Linked DNA regions of Rattus norvegicus: region 2 is linked to region 1. The links are chromatin contacts, called in public Hi-C maps. All regions are on one chromosome and are shown on one strand. The core of a region is the stretch at or near the end of the contact, and the rest is flanking DNA. Distances in the headings are between cores, read along the strand shown.

The links. A called contact is a pair of places that touch in the nucleus more often than the background predicts.
Region 2: a contact with region 1 is called in a Hi-C map of Schwann cells, with 7 times the contacts expected there. The contact joins two enhancer-like sites. A contact is called at or near these places in 8 of 12 Hi-C or Micro-C datasets (the A7r5 cell line, the Rat2 cell line, Schwann cells and 5 more).

The regions. Positions count from the first base shown.
Region 1 is chr5:170,936,103-170,940,054 of GRCr8, reverse strand. All of the region lies in intron 6 of Morn1 (MORN repeat containing 1), which reads right to left. Among named protein-coding and RNA genes, the nearest start is that of Morn1, 8.7 kb to the right of the region's middle. Within about 2 kb of position 1,959, at least 34 of the 93 cell types and tissues checked have an H3K27ac peak or open chromatin away from gene starts, as enhancers often do. A contact at or near this core is called in the A7r5 cell line and Schwann cells, where this site is marked.
Region 2 is chr5:171,073,398-171,077,349 of GRCr8, reverse strand. It overlaps LOC103692526 (a long non-coding RNA gene), which reads left to right. Exons shown (of 2, transcript XR_005505152.2): 1 at 1-105. Among named protein-coding and RNA genes, the nearest start is that of Ski, 10 kb to the right of the region's middle. Within about 2 kb of position 1,824, at least 54 of the 93 cell types and tissues checked have an H3K27ac peak or open chromatin away from gene starts, as enhancers often do. A contact at or near this core is called in the A7r5 cell line and Schwann cells, where this site is marked.

The DNA.
Region 1 (3,952 bases), core at 710-3,209:
GCGAGGCCGCACCACACCAACTTGCTCAATGTGCCACTCTAGGCGCCCACCAAAGAAGCAGATGGAGCCACATCACTATGCCCGCCATGCCAGCTGCCTTGGGGAGCTGCAGATTTCACCTAGAACGTCTGCTCGTGGTCTGGATCGATTTCTTTCTCACAGCCTGGGAACACTGGCTGAAGTTACAGGTGGCTGATGGGGAACTCTGATGGATGCTAGGGTCAAGATCAGAAAAGCAAAGCTGACCGGACAAAAGCTGACCACCCTGCAGTCTTCTCAGGATGCAAAACCAGCCTTGGTATAAGAAGCTGATGCTGATGGATCTAAGGGGTGAGGGTTGCTCTGCGTGTGGGGCTTGCTCTCTAGAGACACCCGAGGACTGAAGAGCTGGCAGCTACCTACCTCACCTGCCTGAGGGTCAAAAGGAAAGGGTGAGATGTTTCCCTGCATGAACCTGTGGTAACAGGCATATACAGGTGACAGGACAGTACGAGCTGGGAGGGACAGAGCACTGAGAGCCCCTGCAGCAATGTCAAGCAGGAACAAAAGCCAGCTCTGTGTGATGACAGCAAAGGCAGTGCATGGGGTTCAGCTATCAAACGGCTCCCTCTCCTTAGTATGGTAGCTTTAAAAACAGAAAATAAGTGTGGATCGGGGCTGTAGAAATAAAAACCCATTGGTTCCCCTATTGGGAACTTCGATAGTGCAGCCACTGTAGAAAAGTTAAAAATGCAATTATCACACAGTGTAGCCATTCCATCACTGGGTCTATATACCCAAAGACCTGCACGTGTATGCTCAGAGCACTGACTCCAGTGGCCCAGAGGGGAACAGTCCAGGTGCCCACTGAAAAGCATGAATGAGGGAAATGGGACATGTATACAGATGTGACACGCGGTTGTCAGGAGCCTCCTGCATGTGTTTCAGTGAGAACAGCCAGCCACTAAGGACCAAGTCCATCCATGGGGTCCCCAGAGGAATCAGAGTAATTAAGACAGAAGGGTGGGTGCTAGGGAATCCTGGGGAATGGGAAATTTGGGTTGAAGGGGCCAGAGTCTATTAACACAGATGAGTTTGTGGACAGATGGTGGTAATAGTCACACAGTAATTTAAGTATTTAATGCCACCGGACTGGACACTTAAAACTGGACAAGAGGGCACACTTTGGTCTGTGTGTGTGACTAATGACAACATAAAGAACAGTGGTGTCCCTCCCGAGGGAGCGGGTTTCATGAGTGTTGCCACCTCATGGCCTCTTTTGGCTGACGTCTCCACTCTACACAGGTAGTGGTCCATATGTGAGAGAGCTCAGTGCGGATGGTCATCAGCTGAGCTAGAGCCTCCCTTGGCTAATGAGGGCTAAGTGACGGCCTGGCGATCATCTTTTCTCACTTGGGGGGCAAGTGAGCACTCTTGCTGCCTTTGCAGTGCAGGTCAGTGGGAGTTGTGTCAGGCTGGCCACTGTGGAGGCCCACTGTGGATTCCCAGGTGGTGTGGCCTGGCCTCATGGCCCTAGGTGCCCTTTTCTGTTTAGTGTCCAAAAGACCCTGGAAGAAAGTTCCTCAGCCTTCCCAAGGCCATTGAAAAAACAAGTGACCTTTCTGTCTACAAGTGCGTCCTCTGGTCACTCCTCGGTGGCTGCTTCAGCTCATGCTGTTGGTTTTGTGGTGCAGCCTGCACCTCTAAGCCAGAGGCCAACATGTCCCTTCCCCTCAACACTGCTCCTACTACTGACCAGCACAGGATGCTGGGGACTGGCTGTTGAGAATTGAGCTGAAGGGTACATAATCCTCAGTCCCACTTCCAAGGGAGGAAACCTTTGTGAGTCTTGTGGAGTTCAAGGTTCGGGCTACAGGAGGAAAAGCCATGGCAACTTGAGCAGTTTTAGCCTGTGTGGCAGTCTCACGGCTTGTGTTCACTGCTTAGGCATTCAAGGCCTCCCTGTTTAGAGCCCAGTGCATTTCCACTCCAACTTGGAGCAAGGATCCAAGGCTGGGCATGCTGCCGGTGAGCAGGTCTAGATTGCCCCCTGGTGAACACTGCAGGCTGTTGCAGGTGAAAGTGAGGCACACCACAAATTTCAAGTTTCAGAAAGGAAGGCCTGGGCAGAGCCCCAAACCCCAGCCACTGATGGTTAGTGGCCAGCAGTGAAGAAGCCCTACTGGAGGTCTGAAGACATGTGAAACAGAACCGCCTCCGGGAACTGGTCAAAACCTCTCATTATTCTTCCTGCCCAAGTGGTGGTGGTGATGGTCTCTAGGCTGTCAATGGCAGATTATCCACTGATGCGATGGGTTCTGGAGGGACCCAGTGGGGCAAGGCCTCTCCAAAATCCCAGGGAAAGAGGGTTGGGTACTGGATCAAGCTCGGGTGCTGAGGCTACAAGCTCTTCTGCCCCTTTGTGGACTGGGAAGCCATGTCCGGCCCTCAGTTTTCCTATCTATGAAACATGGCAAACGGTCTTTTCACAGAGGTGACTCATGAGTCCGTGAGTGGAGGGACTGGAAGTGGCTAGCAGGGAAGAGGTAACTGGCAGCCCTGGCCTTGTTCACTGGAAACAAGACACTTGTGTGACATGTGGCTAGAGTCATGGCGGACTCTGTCAGGTTGCAGGACAGGCAGGAAGTAAGTGACTCTTTTAGGTCCTCTTTACCTTGTGCTCTCCCATTGCGCATACCTTGGATCTGATCCTGCTTTGGACATGCTGTCAAGGCAGGTCCTCTGAAGATGAGCCCCAAGATGGGGAGGAGGCAGAAGCACTGGTGAGTAGTCACAACAGCAGGTACAGATGGTATACAGACCGTCTCAGGCACAGATCAGAGGCATCTTCTAGGCCAGCAGGGGGACAGTGTCCACACAGACCCCCACCAGCCCTGACCAGAACAGTCCTGCGGGCTAGTTTTTATGTTAACTTGACACAACAGAGGGTTATCCAAGAAGAGCAGATCCTAATTAAGAAAATGCTGCTGTAGGATTAGCCTGAAGACAGGTCTGTAGGGTGTTCCCCAGTTGACTGATGTGGGAGGCCCAGCTTACTGTGGGAAGTATCACCCCTCGGCTGGCTGGTGGTACTGGGTGCTGTAGGAAAGCTGAGTGAGCCCTGGGGAGCAGCCGGTAAGTAGTGCTCTCCTGAGGCCTTGATTCAGTTCCTGCCCCCTGGTTCCTACCTTGGGTTCCTGTCCTGACTTTTCTGTAATGACCTTTACTAGGAAGTGTAACATGAAAACAGCCCCTTCCTTCCCAAGCTGCTCTTGGTAACGGTGTTTTATCACAGCACTGGGACTGTACCCAGGCATCGGCTGAGATCTACCCAATCGTAACTCTTGGTCTGGGCACCCATGCTGGGTTCTCTGTAGCCCTACAGATCTTTGGGAGCTGCCATACAACACTCCATTTCTGTTAAGGAGCCAGGCCCTGAACCTTCCTCCCTAGCCAGTGCATACAATGCCAGCGCTCAGCAGGGAGAGCTGAAGGCTCTGCAGAAGTAGGGCTTTGTTCTCTGAGGCCACAGGGACCACTCTTGCATCTGGGCAATTTCCTATAGGAGTCCCACAGTAGAGCTGTGGCTACCCTTCTTCCCAGTTCTGCATGAACTGAGCTGGGCTCTTCCTGCTTCCAGGGGCCAGCTCCTTCCAGCTGTTACTCTGCCGTTTGAGAAATCTGGGAAAATATGATCACATCATCCTGGTTACTGTGACACACGAAAGGAACAGCCAAGGAAGTCTGACTCTCGGGAGTCTGGAGGTCTAAGCCTGTCCTTCCTTCCTGCTGGAACCCCCGGCAGAACTCGCATCACTGTCATAGCAGGCAGCAACACTTGAGGTCCAGCCTTGGATCCTGTAAGGGCCTCACACTTTTACTTCCTACTTAGGATTGGGCCTGCCATCAGCCCAGGGGCGGTGGAACCAGTCCCAGCCCTGTCCCAGGACAGGCCCAATTGCAATCTGTTTCT
Region 2 (3,952 bases), core at 575-3,074, 140 kb before region 1:
GCAGCAGCGCCTAGAGGCCTGGGCGGCAGGAAAGGGAAAGGTGACGTCATTGCCGCCTGGAATCTGCTGTTTGGAGGCGTCGCCATGGAGACCGGAAGGCTCAGGGTGGGTAAAAATAGCAAACCCAAGAGGGTGTAAGTTCCAAGAATCAGAGTCTGAAAAGAGAAAGGAATACAAGTTCTTGTTGCTCACGAGGACAGAGACTCCATCCTGGAGACAAATGAGAGGGGCCAGGATACTTCCAGGCCGCTACCACCCACCGGGCTTGTGACCTAGGCACTACTGGGAGCTTGCCCCCACTCAGAATATGGTATGAGAGAGTCTCCCAGCTGGGGACATCTGCAAGCATATGGCCTCTGCTGGGACATAGAAAGCTGCTCCACCGGGGTGTCCCTTCCTCAGAAAGGGGAAGTGGCCAGCCTGCTGGAGGAGCTCAGCTTCCTGCTCCTTCAGTCTGAACTCTGGCCTCAGGCAGACTCTGCAGGGTTGGGGCGGGGGGGGGGGGGGGGGGGGGGGAGAGACAGAGAGAGACAGAGAGAGACAGAGAGAGAGACAGAGAGACAGAGAGACAGAGAGACAGAGACAGAGAGACAGAGAGACAGAGAGACAGAGAGACAGAGACAGAGAGACAGAGACAGAGAGACAGAGACAGAGAGAGACAGAGAGAGACAGAGAGAGAGACAGAGAGAGACAGAGAGAGAGACAGAGAGAGAGACAGAGAGACAGAGAGACAGAGAGACAGAGACAGAGAGACAGAGAGACAGAGAGACAGAGAGACAGAGAGACAGAGAGACAGAGAGACAGAGAGACAGAGAGACAGAGACAGAGAGACAGAGAGAGACAGAGAGAGAGAGCGCACACACTTTTTGGCATGGGCCCAGGTGCCCTTTTCCTGCCCTGCTGCAGCGAGGAAAAGTAGCCATATGAGAAAAACACCCCCTCCTTGCATGAGCCAGGATTTCCCTCTGGAACAAGCTGGGATGGGACCCAGCACTCAGAAATATCCAGTGCAAACTGTTTGCATGTCTCCGTAGCTGTGCTCTCATTCCCAGGAGGCCAGAGGGGTGGGGGTGGGGGTGTCTGCTGAGCGTCCTTACAGGTTCTCTCAAGTCCCAGGCCACAGAAATGCAGCAGTGGGGTTGAAGGGGCAAGCCTGGGAAGATTCCCTGCATCTCTGGGCTGGGCCACAGGAATCAGCATGTAGACTTAGCACCTGAGGGCTCCTCCAAGCAGTCGCTTTCCAGAGTCCCAGAGGAACCTATGTCCTGGCCAAAGTAGAAACTAGTTGCTGACTAGGTAACACTGAGCTTGAGGCCGCAGGGCAACTTAGTTGCCCTGAGATAGAACAAGAACCTTCCCGGGAGGAGTAGCAAAGACGTCTGTCCTGTTGTGGATGTCTATCTGCTGCCCTGGAAGTGCTGTTTCCGTCCTCACCCCTCTCTCACTCTTACTTCCCCCTTGCCTCCTCCCTCCTTCCTTCCTTCTTCTGCACCTCTGCTCCAAACCACCCGAGGTTCCACATCCTGGGCATCTGGGCTTGTGTGTCCTTCATGCAAATACCACTGTTTTCTGATAGCAGGGGGAGGGGGGCCCTCAGGCAGGAGTAGCGGCATCTCCTTCCCTGAACAGGGTCTGTCCTTTCATGCCCAGACCTCCCTTGGCTTGGCAGTTGGTGGCTGAGGAGGGCGAGGGTAAATGGAGCCCCACGAAGGGGGAGCTGTTCCCCCAAGAAATAGCTCGAATGCCTTATGTAACTCGTGAGCTCACTGCAAGGGCCTGCCAGAAATGACGGCACGAGGGCGGGCTGGCGGGAGGGGGCCTGTTCAGGAACCAAGTGTGGCTCAGATTTACGAGGAGGCCCTGTTTCCAGGAGAGAGGGGCCTGGGGCCTGTACAGGGAGAAGGATGCTACACCAACCCAAGGGGTGCAAGGGCAGCAAAGCTATAAGCTGAGTCTGTTGGAGGCAACAAGGGCCCCCGGAGCCTGAATGGGATGAGGGGCTGGTATTCTGGCTGGCCTGGGATGTAGGGTGTGTCGGGTTGATCACCAAGCAGCCACAGACCCAAATCTTCCCTGCTGCCCCCACCAGCCTGGTGCCAGAAGGGCCGTGATTCAGAGGAAAGGGTTCCTCCTAAGTTACCCAGGATCTTCCCTGGAGGAGTTCCAGAGGGTGTGGAGGGGTAGCAGGCAGCACAGCTCTTTCCTAACCCCAGCTACCCTCTGCCTTCTGACCCTCCTCCACCCACAGTGTCCTAAACCAGGGCATTTGCTTGCCCTAAGAGCAAGAGCCCTGATGGGACTGGATTCCAAGACTGATAGCTGTTCACCCTGCATTTCTTCTCTCTCTCTCTTCTTTTTAATATTTATTTTTATTTCATGCAGATTGATGTTTTGCCTGCATGTAGAGTATGAGGGTATCAAATCTTGGAGTCACAGACAGTTGCGAGCTGCCATGTGGTTGCTGGGAATCGAACTTAGGGCCTCTGGAAGAGCAGTTGGTGCTCTTAACCACTGAGCCATCTTTCCAGACCCGGCTTTTCTCTTCTTACGGTTTCCTCTGCCTCTCTGGGACGTGTGCAGCATCACCTGCCTTCTATAGCGGGCAGGTCTGCAACCCAGGTGTACACCTCGGATGGGTCCAGGACAGCATCTTGGTGATCATCCTCTGGAGGGATTTCAGGTCCCAAGATGGAGAGAGGGTGCTTCAAAGAGGCTATGTTAGGGGCTGTTGGTGCTTCCTTGGGACCAGGATGATCAGTAGGCTTAGAGAGGTATTAGTCACACAAGAATCCTCTTCCAGAGCAGGCCCAAACAACCATCTTACTTCAGCAATTCTGCTGGGACGATGAACTACTCCCTAAGATGTAGAGAGACTCTCTTATCTGCTGACAGCCTAAAAAGTTAGCACACCCTGAGGCAGAGCGAGGGTATACCCCGGTCATGAGGAACCTGGCTCATTAGCCTGAGTAGTTATGTGTTACGAGGCCAAATCTTGAGAGGCAGGCAGCTCCTGGGGAGGGTCTGAGCCCCTGATTTTATAGGCCTACAAGTGGAAACCGGAAATGAGTCGGGGCTGCCTGAGGTGCTCAGTACGGGGCATACCCACTAAGGGGAGAAGCAAGAGGGAAGAGAGAGGAAGATGTTGGGGCTCCCATGAGGACTTGGTCTGGGCCTGAAGGCTGGACTCCCTCTACATAAGAGAAAGATCTCAAGACCTTGCCTGAGTGCTGGGAGGCACGACAGGTATATTTCATGGGTAAGAGTCTGGGTGACAGTGTACTTTAGGGGCTCCTCAAGGCCTCTGGAGTCTGACCCTAAAAATATCCCCTGCTCTCTTCTCTCTTGATGATAGTGTGTGAGCCCTGTAAGCCAACACGTCTTGACTGTTCAGTCCCTTAGCAGTTAGCGTCCTCGGATGCTTAGTGTGCTGTTTGGATTTGAACCTCAAGGTGAAGTAAATGTACCACCAGGACCCCTGATCTTGTGGCACATGGAGTTCCACCATGATTCCCAATACCACTGTAGCTTTGGGCCCTGGGAGAGACATTGAGAAGTGGCCTTAACTGTTGGAGAAGCAGACTGAACCTTTGTGTGACGGGGACAGCGCCACTGCTGTCTATGTGTCAGGCAATGCAACAGCAAAGGGAGCCCAGAGGATGATAGGGATGAGGGATGGACTGGGGCTGCCATGATCCCTGCCCCCTCTGCCCTGAAGCTCCTCATGTTTTACACATGAACCCTTTTAGCCACTTGGGATCACAGCTTTAGCCTTAGGGCCCGGGCTTGGCAGAATGCTGCAGGCCACGGGCATGAGGCGGCTGTGCTGTGATCAGCTCGGTGTGTCTGGAGCCCAAGGCAGGCGATCGCCAGCTAGGTGTACATTCCAGAGCAGCACAGCATGCTTCAAGGGACAGGGTCCAGGAGGCTCTGGTGGGACTGTAGGATAGGGTGT